Regions from separate parts of the Zea mays genome. Here regions 1, 3 and 4 are each linked to region 2. Evidence: chromatin contacts called from public Hi-C data. All regions are on one chromosome and are shown on one strand. The core of a region is the stretch at or near the end of the contact, and the rest is flanking DNA. Distances in the headings are between cores, read along the strand shown.

Region 1 (3,042 bases), core at 209-2,708, 590 kb before region 2:
TGTGAACTCTTTTCATTGTAAGTCACGAACCAGTGCAGCTCTTTTCGTTTAACGTTTATCTCAATTCAACAGAACTCTCAAACTTCCCATCCCAAATAGAAGTTCATCAACCATAGCAACCACTTTTTCCAATGCAGTGTCAGTGTCCATACCCTCTTAAGGTATAACTGTTTACTATGTTGCTACATATTCCATGCATATCCTACCAATAATGAACAGGAAGTTTAAGAGGGACTAAGGGGGTGTTTGGTTTCTAGGGACTAATGTTTAGTCCCTTCATTTTGTTCCATTTTAGTATATAAATTGACAAATATAGAAACTAAAATAGAGTTTTAGTTTCTATATTTGATAATTTTGTAACTAAAGTGGAATAAAATGTAGGGACTAAAAATTAGTCCCTACAAACCAAACACCCCCTAAAATGGCAAGCACCAATTAATCCACAAAGTTCCACAAAGGTTCTACACCCCAGGAAAGGGGTGTTTGAATGTACTAGAGCTAATAGTCAGCTGCTAAAATTAGCTAAAGACGTCTAAACACTCTAGCTAATAATTCAGCTATTAGCTACTTTTAGCAAATTAGCTAATATTTAGCTAGCTAATTTCAATAGCAATTTTTTAGCCAACTACCTATTAGCTCTTGTGCATTCAAACACCCCCTAAATATGCTACCAAAGCTGTAAACAGCAACCAGAGCAAACATACTAAACTGTATGCACAACGCTTCTTACAAAAAGGAATGATCTTGTACAGGCTGAAGCTTTTGTAAAACCTAGGAAAACTTGGGAATAAAAGGTTTTCCGTCCATTTTATGGGATTTCTCACATTTCAAAACCAAGCACAGCAATCCACGTTTCACAACAAGCACACCAATCCTCAAACCCTAGTGACTACACGGCAAAAGCGCCCAGACTACTCGACGCTCCAAGCCCAAGCTTCCTTATGCCCCAGAAATCGTAAGGCGGGCCACCTTAATGACAAAATAAGAGTAACACCCCTGATAGGAGAGCAGAAGTAGCAGAACGACCTCGGCGACGCGGGCGCAGATGGCGTCGGCGATTCCCCCGGCGGCGAGCGTGGCGTGCTGGCCCGCGATGATGGTGAGCTCGGTGATGACCGGCTTGCAGTTGAAGGTTAGCTCACGGAGCGCCTCCGCGTACACGTGCACGACCGCGGCGGCGCCCGGCTCGCCGCCGCCCGCTTCCTCGCGCAGTCGCGACCGGAACCGCTCCACCACGTGGCCCGCCGCTGGGGACGCCGCGGCCCCCGCCATCGGAACAGGGGAGGAGGATCTAGGGTTTCAGGGGCTAGGGTTTGGGGTGCCTCCACGGCGAGAGGGGGCAGGAGGCATGGGAGCGGAGCGAAGTGGCGGAAAGGGGGAGATAGCAGGAGACAGTCACCGATTTGTTCGCGAAACGGCGAGGATCTCGTTTCAGCGATGCTTTCCTTTTCGCCTCACTATTGCAAGTTTTTTAAGAGGTGTTTAAATACATTATCAGAATACATTATTAGGGTGTTTGAATGCTTAGCTGGCTAAAAATTATTAGTATAATTAACTAGAATTGATAGTTAGCTGGCTAAAAATTATTAGTAGAATTAACTAGATAACAAATACCTATCTAACTATTAATTAATTTACTAAAAATAATTAATAGTTCAACTATTAGTAGGGTGTTTATATCTCAACTAATTTTATTGGCTAACTATAACTAATTTTATTAGCTAATTATTAATTCTAGTGCATTCAAACACCCCCTAATAGTTAGTTAACTAAAATTTGTTAGTAAAATTAGTTAGCTAACAAATAATTACCTAACTATTAACTAATTTATCAAAAATAGCTAATAGTTGAACTATTAGCTAGGGCGTTTGGATGTCTCAATTAATTTTAATCACTAATTATTAGTTATAGGGCATTCAAACACCCCTTAGTTTGTCCGGTTAAGTGTAGTGGAACAATTGTAGGGTACGTGAGGGTTAAGTGGCAACTCAATATCATGATCCTCAAAAAATTAAATTTAAAATTAAGTAGATCCTTCTAAAAACAAATATAAAATTGAAATGAACATATACTGAACTACTGCAAATGTTGCACTTTATTTTAGCCGTATGAGTTGAAAAAAGTAGAGCTATCCTTTTTTATACTTGTTCGGTCACTCATACTCCTTCACCAAGCGAGGTGATAATATGCAGGAGCATTGCTTATAACTTTGTGTCATGTTATATTATATCTTTGTTAAAAGTCAAGAAAGGTATGAGTTGAAAAGGAGATCTGACCTTTTTTATAACTTGCTCGGTCGCTCGTCCTCCTTCACCTAGCGAGGTGATACTATTCGGGAGTCCTTCACCTAGCGAGGTGATACTATTCGGGAGCGCTGTAATGCATGGGGCTTCGTGTCATGTTGAGATTGAGTGTTTTCTCACGGCCCATCTAAGAGGTAATGGTCTGATTGTTAAACGAGACATGGGGGAGAAAAAACAATTTTACTCTATGTGTTTCACGGGTGACGCATGCCGCACGAAACTCATGCTTTAAAAGAGTAGATAAAACCATTATTCTCTTCATACATCGTCCTCTTCAATACATCGTCCTCTTCAGTCCCGCTCGCCCCATTTCTACCTCCATATGCACAACTAGAGATGGCAACGACATAAAATATCCACGTGACTACGAATAATAAACCCGACAAGTGCGAATACAAGTATATTTTTATATCTGGGAGTAAGGATGAGGATACAACAATAAACCCATAGGATATTTTTAGCGGGCAAAAAAATGTATCCACACCCGCATATCCGCTAAACTCGCTCCACGAACATGACATGTGGGTCCGTATTAGGAAATATATATTTAAAAAATAGTTTGTCAGACTATCTCCATCAGCTTACCCTCGTCGTCATCTCTATATTCAAAATCTACTCTACGAATAGTGTAGAATAGTTCAAAACATTGTTTTAGGTAACCATATGGGTAAACTGTTGGACATATTCTCACCAGCATCTCTCTCCTAGCCGCAGCCACCACCCATTTCGCCAAATCCCC
Region 2 (3,465 bases), core at 279-2,778:
CAAAAATACGTGGTGTGAAATGTGCAATGGCAACCATCAGGTAGGGTGACAACACAAACATTTTATGATTAAATCAACAAACCCATTGGTTTATATAAAATGTCAACCAGCACACAGAAACTAGGGTAATTTTGTTTTATATAAAACCTGGACACAATCATAAATGCATCTGCAGAGGAATCTCAGAAAAATACCAAAACGGTATACAGCTACTTCAGACAAGTTACCAGGACACTGTCCGCCATACACAAAGATGGGCAGACCATTATAAAACATAAATTTACTATCAATACTCCCACCAGGCTGTTCTGTTAGGTACCACAATTAGAAATACGGATACCAATACGTGGGCGCCCTAGTAGATACGAAGACTAGGAGTAACTCAGCGAAATTGTGTTCTTGTGTGGAGTGCTGCAACCTGCGCTGACCTGCCACATTGGCAATGAATTTGCATGCAACACCTATTGATTGCCAACCAATTGCTGTCATGTCGTCAATCAGGCTAGTAAACTTTGTGTCATTTGCCAACATAAACGCAAAATGTGAGCTAAAAGGCAGCTTATAATTAGGTTACGTGCAACTTATTATGGCTCAGTATATTCTACCGCCTAACATATCGGATTGTTTTGTGAACGATGGGATGCCTAACAACACGGCTGGGAGTAATTTTGACATATAATTCGAATTTTCGTAAATAAATCACATATAGCATGAAGCTCTAATGAATCTGAATTCACTACTAATGGATCCGAATCCACTATACGTGCGGTACTTTCTTATACTATAACCATACTCCATCGATGAGACGAACATATTCGTGCAGTACTTATTACTATAATCATAATGCATCGAAGAGACGAAGAAATTGAAATTTACAGCAAGCGACATAAGAAGTCCATAAACATGGGCGTTGAACCCCACATCGATAGGGACGGATCGCAGCGACCCACGGGCAGCAGCAGATTCGTACAGCGTAGAACCGAAAGCGCGTACCTCCCCCGTGGATGCGAAGCACCCGTAGATGTAGTTATCGTCCATCCAGTACTGCAGATCCCCGATCCAGAGCGTCCTGACCTCGCTGGGCCCGACAGGTGCCGCGGCCACCGCCGCGGGCGCGGGTACCGCCCCGTAGTAGGCGGCCTGTGGCGGGGGAGGCGCCTGGCCGTACGCGGCCTGGGGTGGTGGGAGCGCCTGGCCATACGCGGCCTGGGGCGGCGGGGGCGCCTGACCGTACGCGGCCTGAGGCGGGGGCGGGGGCGGGGGCGCCTGGCCCCACATCTGCGGCGGGGGCGGGGCCTGATGGGTCGGTGGTGGCGCGTACTGATGCTGAGGGGCCATAGGCGGCGGGATGCCGCCCCAGTGTGGCGGCGCTCCGGGGGCGGCCTGTGGAGGAGGAGGGGCCATGCCGGGCTGCTGCTGCTGCGGCATCATGGCGGCGGCGGCGGGGAGCGAAACCTAAGGTGAGACGATGGAGAAGGTTGGACGAGCAAGAGCGGTGGAGAAGGCTCTCTTTGGATTGAGATTTCTCTATGTGTGTGGGGCTTGCTTAGATATTTTTGCCTCCACTGACCAATAGGTGACGGGAAGCGCCAGGAAGCATCCGGGTCCGGGGCGTGCCAACTTTTTTTTATTTTAGTCCTTTTTAAGTTTTTTTAATAATTATACCCTTTACAGTTTTAGTTTTAAAAATGATCTTTGGATCGACGTCGTCATCATTGTCTCATTGGTGTCTAGGTTATATGTATCAGCGCTAATTTTTTTAGCGTGCATATGTCAGGTTCAGACGTGGCGCGTACCTCGGCGTTGTAAATCTCGACGCCGAGGTACGCGCCTATAAATAAGCCCCGTCGGCCGTCAGTTTTTGTGTTCATTTCTATTCTTCGAAACGAGAGACATCAGCCTAAATTAGATCTTGGCACCGAGGTACGCGCCTATAAATAAGTCATGTCGACCATCAGTTTTTATGCTCATTTCTATTCTTCGAAATGAGATAACATCAACCTAAATTGTAGGATGTCTAGGCGTGGTAAACCTGCTAAACAAAGGTAAGCATTGTATTAAATCATATTTTGTGAGTATATTATATTTGTGATTCTTATAGGTCTTATCGAAATTTAGGAAGGGTCTTTGACCGGAACTACCTTTGCCAACTGGTGTTCCGGTGCCTATGTGTTTTGTGGTGATCCTTGCAAGGTTGATAAGTCTGAGGATCATGACACCTATCGACAAAGGTATTGGATGTGTGCTAACTATGCATTTGAGCTAACGATTGTTCAGCGCCGGATGAATTTAATGGTGAGAATAGTCTTTTAATATGTTAACAATTTAAAGACTCGAAGTGGTGCATGTTTTCTTTGCCTACTAATCATTGCATGTTTTGTAGACTCCTCCACCTAGCTTTTGTTTAGCCTTTATAAACACATCACTCAAGGATGGTCTACCAACGAATAACACGAGCACGTGTCGCATGTCAATGAACTTGGCATTTCCATAGGGATCTTTTTCCACATTGCCTCCATAATATAAGCTCAAAAAATTGTCCATCTATTTGAAACACGAATTAAACATTCAATGTCCACTATAGATGGTTATTGCCTAACCACAACCCACTAATAACTACTTGCTAACTAACTAATAACCAAGTACTAACTAATAACTAAAAACTAACCACATAATAACATAATACTATGTATACAATCTGGACAGCACCTCTCATATACGGGGAGGTTACTAAAACCTAACAATTCATATCACACTAACTAGGTACACAATTATCTACATTAGTAATAGCATAATTTAATACCACGTTCACCAATGCGGGCTTGGAGACCGTCGATGAGCGTGAGGAGAAGGGCGTGGGCGCCCGGCCGGAGGACGCCGGCGACGATGACGGGCGGCGGAGGGCGCGGCCGGTGGCGGAGAGCGATGGAGGGCACAGCCAAAGAGCCGTGCGGGCGACGGGACGGCTGGGTGGCGAGGCTCCGGGGCGGCTGGGCGGGGGGGCTCTGGGCGTGGCCAGGGAGCCGTGCCGTGTGGGCGCGGGGCGACAGGGACGGCGCGGGGGGCAGGGGGCAGGGGGGCGGCGTGGGACGAGGTTAGAAAACGGACGATGCCCTAACTAGCTACGTCAGTTTTATAAAATTCCCCAAATTAAATAATGAACTTTACCGCGCGATGATTGAAAAGCAGGTTTAAAATAACTACAGGTCCTAAAGTTAGCTGAATATATTATATTGTTGAATACATGTGAAAGGGAAATAGGGTCAAACCTTTTCCTAAATGATTTTGGTGGTTGAATTGCCCAACATAAATAATTGGACTAACTAGTTTGCTCTAGATTATAAGTTCTACAGGTGCCAAAGGTTCAACAAAAACCAATAAAAAGTCCAAGATAAGGGTTCAAAAGAAAGGAGCAAAAGAAAACCGAAGGGTGCCCTGGTCTGGCGCATCGGACTGTCCGGTGTG
Region 3 (3,043 bases), core at 15-2,514, 780 kb before region 2:
CCACGATTTCCATGCCAAGCCATGGACGCGGTGCGCAGTATGCAGCAACACCATAAGCACGACGAGGTAGACGACCGACCTCCTGTCGCCCCTCCTGTCTTCCTCTTCCCTCGTGTATTCCCTCTCGGCCATGCTGCCCGGCTGTACGCGCTGCTCAGACTGCGGCGGCGAGACGACTTTTTCTGCTCCGCGGGAGGGGGCAGCGACGGGGATGACGGCGAGGCAGTCGAGCTCATCATCACTGAGAGCTACGACGACCTTGACCAGAGCAGAGGATGCTTGGAGCTCATGTACCGTGAGGCGACCTCATGGGACTTGGGCGGAGAGGAGCGACGGCAGAGGATCTCGATGACGGGGACGATGAAGTCAAGCACGGGAGTGAACACACCCTAAATTTTACCAGATGCTATAGCGGCTGTTGTTGGAGGCGTGCCGAACGTCTTCATCCGCTACATTTAGCGTACAGGGTGATTTACCGGGTCTTGTTGGAGAGAGTCTTATTAGAGATTCCTGTCAAATGCAGGTGCTTAAAGCAATGCTACTAGGGAAATGAAAACGTAGGGATTTTGGCCCACATAGGACAGAGGAGTAACTTCATCATGTAGCATCAAATCCGGTGAGGTGCTATATATGATTTTAGTCTGTTAGGGTTGCTCGCCTATCTAAGCCCCAACCAAAACAGATTCTTGAAATGGAATCTTGAGGCCTTGAATGAATGCTTAATGATGTCGCAAGCATCTTATTAAGCAGTAGTTGCATCGTACCAGAGTCCAGAGAACAAGCAGTCTCACGAGCCGACAAGACAAGCACAAATCCAATAAGATTTACCACAGAGGCGTCGAGTTGCAGCCTGATTATTCGGTGATTACGTACCCTATCCTCGGGGTGGAAGCAGGGGTGTATGATGCCGTTCATGTCGAGGTAGAGGTTGTCGAACTCGAGGCCGTTGGGGTTGGGCTTGGAGGTGTCGACGGGGACCCGGACGCCCTCGATCTCGACGGGCTCCTCCTCCACCACGTCCACCACCACCATCGGGTACTTCTCCGCCAGCCACCGGTAGAACGCCGGCACACCCATCTCACCGCCTACTCTGCCGGAACCCTAAACCTAGAAGCGGTGGTCGCGGGCGCGGATGCAGGCAGAAGAGGCGCGCGGGACCGATCTGGCGGGCGGGAAGCGTGTCGGGAGCGGGAGCTCGCACGGAGCGGCGGAGCGAGAGGGCCGGGGGGATATGCGCTTTTGCGGCGCTGCACAAATATCTCGGACAGGAGGGGATGATGCGTGTTTTTTTACGGTCTGAACCCTGCGGAGCCGGGTTTTCTAGTTTTGCTTTGTAACGCGTGGAGTTCGTTGACTCGACGAGACGAGCACGGGGTCGGTCCGTGGGCCAAAATGAGTATATGCTGGGCTGTTATTATGGTCTGATTCTTGATGGTTTCCCCAGTAGCCCAGAGGCCCGGATGAGCCCAGCCTTTTATCCTTTATACTCTCCTCTTCTGGATACGTCAAACCCGAGCAATATGTTCCGTTTTCTTTGTGTTTTAGCGTTTTCTATTTAAGCTCATGCGTTGCATAGAATCTCATAATCTTATGGCCTATTTGCATCAGATTATAGCTTCAGTTTAAATAGTTTTTTTTTTAATCTGAATAAAAAATAAAATTTCTTATCTAAATGTCTTCTAAAGGTTTACAACTTTAGCTCCATAATTTTCTAGAGCTTCTAGTATCATTTTTCACCAACTTAACCATATTTTCTAAGCCGGAGCAATTCAAAATAAAGCCTTAAAATCATATATCATGTAATTAATTAACACAAGTTATCTATATTCATATAAGGATGGACCATAAATTTGAGTCATATATATACATGATATAGAGGGCATTCAAAGCAATGAGCAAATCTTTTCTTTATGCTTATCTTAGTTCCTATATTTATCACCAAACGTTTATGTAAAGTTAATTATGTTAGTGAAAAGGTCGCGAGGAACTTGATTGTGCAATGTTACGAATGGATTCTAGCCAGGCGTGACGAAGGATGCTAGCACATTCCAAAAAGGATCTTGTTGTTGCTTAGACGGAAAGAATATGTGTTTCTAAAAAATTAGTAACAAAAAACTTTGCAGCCGATTAACAGACCATGGAACCTTCACATCATGGAATCTGCACAATGTTGTAGTCTTCGCGCAACATAGAAAGCTCAACAACAAATACGTGTACAAATCTAACTCAAACTAAACTTGTAGATGTGCTTTTGGAGATGCCTAGTAACAAACAAATGAAGTATATGCACTTATAAACATACATCCAAGTACATTGAGTGAAGAGCAAATAGGCAAAACTCATAATGTATCCCATGGTTCAGGTCACCACCAAGGTTAGTATACACCCACGGTGTTGAGGAAGCCAACAGTTTTGGAGTCTCTTTCGACTTGCACCTCTTCTCTAGCCCATAACTAAGGTAGTGAGATAGAGGATTCCACATAGATTCTCAGACGATATACAAACTTCATTGTAGCTCACCGCAACCATGAGAGCTCATTAGACAATGCATAGTCGTCTAGGAGGCTTCACCTAATCACCTCTAATAATAATCAATGCGCAACGAATAATTGATGAAACCAGAAAAGTGCTCAAAGGTATTGTTTGCTCTCAAATGCTCACTAATGAGTTTAGAAATGGTTGAGTCAGCAACATAGCTAAGAGACATGGGATGAATATATATATACCCACCCTACAAAAACTAGTTGTTATGACCTGCAAAGTGAAGAGCCTCCACCCATCGGTGTAGAGTGTCTTCATAAATGTCTGGAGACTCCGCGGGTCCTTAGGACAACATAAGCGACTTCACGTAAAACGTCATAGTTTTTTACTCCAAACTCCATTTTCAACGACATTGGAGCTTTTGGAAAGCTTGTTTTGAGGGCTTTATAACCTAACTAATAACAAGCCCCAAGATCAATAGGTGCATGTATTATGACATTTTATTTTTCTCATGTTAGCCATATAGTGTTCCACATAGATGGTGAAATGAAAGCCATTATAT
Region 4 (3,097 bases), core at 250-2,749, 590 kb after region 2:
CTCAGAAGAATCTCCCTTTTTCTTTTGTGCAACAGCCACAGATGTTTTCTTTAGTGGGGCAGCAGGTTTCTGAAAAATGCATACAGAAGAGGAATTATACCATCTAGTGGCTAAGCTAAATAAAAGCATCTCAGGGCACACACAACATAATACAGGTCAGGGTGAATGTGATGATAAATCAGTGAACACATATCTGGATGTTAGGTTACAAATGGCATTGAATCAGAAAACCAATGAAAATGGTATCATTAATCTTACAGTAAAATGGAATTAAAGGCAAACAAACATGAATGTTCCACTCACAACATCATCGTCTGACTCATCATCAGAACTGCTCCCATCGCTGCTGCTTTCTTGCTTGCCTTTCTTCAAACCATTTTTAGCAACGGCACCCAAGGGTTTAGCAGCAGCCTTCTTTGCAGGTTCCTGAATCAAAAAAAACATGGGTTGGTAGCTCAACATCTGAGAAGTACATTGAAATAATCAATTGGTTGGCTACAAAATTCCTAGGGTAATGACAACTAAACCATTAGTATGTGCTGCCATGGTGGTAAATGAAATTAACTGTGCACAAGACATAAGACAAACAGGAAACTTCAACTCACATCATCACTGTCGTCATCCGACTCATCTTCAGAACTGTCCTCATCGCTGCTGCTCTCTTGCTTGACTGTCTTCGAACCATTTTTCGCAACTGCAGCCAAGGGTTTAGCAGCAGGCTTCTTTGCAGGTTCCTTAATGAGAAGATGAATTAGCATCTAAGAACTCTGAACACTACATTAACAATTCAATTTGCTTGCTGCTGATTTTTTTCAGCATTAAAACCCAAAAATGATAGCATACCTCATCAGATTCAGAGGTCTCATCGCTGGTGTCATCATCACTGGACTCTTGTTTAGCAATCTTGGGAGCAGGCGCCTTCTTTGGCTGTACCTTCTTAACCTGTAGAAACAGAAGTTAACTATGTTCAAGAAGAAACTTCGATAGATAAAAAATCATCACCGTTATAAGCCATACTCAGACTCAGATTATGCAGGGGACTAGATCATCTACTGCATCAGCTATTTCTGTCTACCCTCCCCAACTCAATCAAATCATAAAAATTCTACAAATAAAAAAATCCCATTCAAAAAACCCGCCATAGGTACAAGAGAAACAAGAAGAAGCATCATCGCATACCTCCTCTTCGGACTCGGAGTCCTCTTCAGAGTCACTGCTGCTGCTCTCAGCCTTCTTGGGGGGAGGCTGCTTCTTGGACTTCTTGGCGTCCTTCTTGGACGTCGGCACGGCCTTCGCCGGTGGCGCCGCCTTCTGCTTCTTCGCGCTCACGGCCTTCTCGATCTCTTCCTCCGCCTCCCGTTTCTTCCCCTTGGGCACCGCCGCTGGCGCCGCAGCCACGGCGGCCGCCTTCTTGCTTGACTTGCCCATCGGAGGAGAGAGGGAGGAGGCCGGGTGGGAGCGGAGAAACCCTAGTGGCTGCTAGGGTTTTTGGGCAGGAGGGGTTTCTAGGAGCTGGCGACGGAAGGTGGTTTATAGGCTGCGGTGGTCTGATTCCATGGGCCTTGGTGGGCTTTTACGAACCTTGTTTGTCTGTGCGCACTACAAAGGTCCACGGTCTTGGTGTCCAAACGAAAAATGTTAGCTTCGAACAAGAAAAAATCTCTCTCTTCAATATAAACATTTTTGCAAAATTTAGCGGTTCCCAAACATGTTTAACTATGTCATTCATGTCCATAAATTAGTAAATCAGTTGTTTGAAAATAACTTGTTCTATTATATCATTCAACTCTGACCAACAGTTTAAATCTTCAAAATTATTATATTGTGTTATTATAGTGCCAAATCACCCATTTAGAACCCGTCTACGACCGTGTCTAGTTCACCTATATAGTCACCCAGAATATTTGTTTATATTTTTTTACATTGTAGACTGCATTGTTCGTTGAGTGGAGTTTAAATATAGGTATAGATGATGAATAAGCTGTTGAAAATAAGCTAAATGGATCTAGTGCAATATCCATATGTATTGTTGTGGAATCAAGTTAGCTCCATCTCTCCCTAAGCTCCCTCTAAGATTCTCTTTAACGCAGCAATCCCCTATCAATGTAGATGTTTGGGAGCTCCCTTGCGCTAAACCGGTGACCCCTACGATCTCTCATGCCGGCTTGGACGCAAACGCAAGGGCACACCGGATGTGGGGGAACGTCAACCATCCCATTTTCCCTCGATATTGTTGCTCTACAGTGTTTGTTATTTGAGAAAAATTATTAATAAATGTTAAATAGGTATGAAAAATGATGTTTTATGGTTGTAGTGTGGTATAGGAGGATAGTGTAGGGAAAATTGTTGTAAGAGCACATCCAACAGAAAGCATAAAAGGACCTCGGAAGCATTTATCATGGCAGGAGGCGTTTTTATGTCCTCCAACAGCTTGTTCATCTTCTTCCCAGTAATATGTGACTCTCCCTCCCGCATATTTTTGCAAGTCAAATCCTTCCCCAATCGCCCTAGCGCACGCTGTTTCGCGCGCTATTTCTGGCCCCCGTGCGCAGCTTTGTTGTTTCTGATGGCGGGAAGCGTCGGTGGTGGCGGGATATGCTCTAGCGGCAGCGGTGGAGGCGGTGGGATACATATGAGCGGATGTCACACCCGGTTTTAGAAGGCAAACCGAATGCGAACCATGTACGTGTTAGGATCAGCAATTCACGTACACAGCAGTTACATACCATGGACATCATCACACAGTGCTCAAATAGTATTAAAAAGGGAAATAGTCGATTACATCATATATCTGAGACATCCACATAGTCTTTACAATAAATCAAAGTGCGGAAAAGAAACGTAGATAAACGCGGCCTTCACAGGCACGCCTAGAACTCGTCGTAGTCTTGGAACTCCTAGAAGTCTCCTTCCACGGCTTCATCTTCTCCTGAGCAGTGGTTGCAATGCTGACAACCTGGGGATGGGGGGTTTGGTGTGTATAGCAAGGGTGAGTACACATCAACATACTCAGCAAGTATCATGTTTGGCTGTAGTGGACTAGCTTTATGTGGGGGTAAGTCAAGCAGTTGCTTTTAGTTGGTCAGATTATTATTTA

What was found. A called contact is a pair of places that touch in the nucleus more often than the background predicts.
Region 1: a Hi-C map of leaf shows a contact between it and region 2, with 3 times the contacts expected there. The contact joins the promoter of LOC103653026 here to the promoter of LOC100273450 in region 2. A contact is called at or near these places in 3 of 25 Hi-C or Micro-C datasets (ear, leaf and tassel).
Region 3: a contact with region 2 is called in a Hi-C map of leaf, with 4 times the contacts expected there. The contact joins the promoter of LOC100501093 here to the promoter of LOC100273450 in region 2. A contact is called at or near these places in 2 of 25 Hi-C or Micro-C datasets (leaf and tassel).
Region 4: a contact with region 2 is called in a Hi-C map of tassel, with 2.6 times the contacts expected there. The contact joins the promoter of LOC100194303 here to the promoter of LOC100273450 in region 2. A contact is called at or near these places in 2 of 25 Hi-C or Micro-C datasets (ear and tassel).

What each region holds. Positions count from the first base shown.
Region 1 is chr4:30,855,150-30,858,191 of Zm-B73-REFERENCE-NAM-5.0, reverse strand. It overlaps LOC103653026 (polyadenylation and cleavage factor homolog 4), which reads right to left and starts at 1,458. Exons shown (of 7, transcript XM_020552500.3): 1 at 1,027-1,458. The coding sequence starts at 1,272.
Region 2 is chr4:30,264,352-30,267,816 of Zm-B73-REFERENCE-NAM-5.0, reverse strand. It overlaps LOC100273450, which reads right to left and starts at 1,528. Exons shown (of 7, transcript NM_001147887.1): 1 at 994-1,528. The coding sequence starts at 1,431. It also overlaps the pseudogene LOC109945696.
Region 3 is chr4:31,046,828-31,049,870 of Zm-B73-REFERENCE-NAM-5.0, reverse strand. It overlaps LOC100501093, which reads right to left and starts at 1,264. Exons shown (of 23, transcript NM_001322411.1): 1 at 874-1,264. The coding sequence starts at 1,077.
Region 4 is chr4:29,672,235-29,675,331 of Zm-B73-REFERENCE-NAM-5.0, reverse strand. LOC100194303 reads right to left here and starts at 1,499. Exons shown (of 16, transcript NM_001359451.1): 1 at 1,180-1,499; 2 at 844-942; 3 at 606-734; 4 at 304-426; 5 at 1-69. The coding sequence starts at 1,428.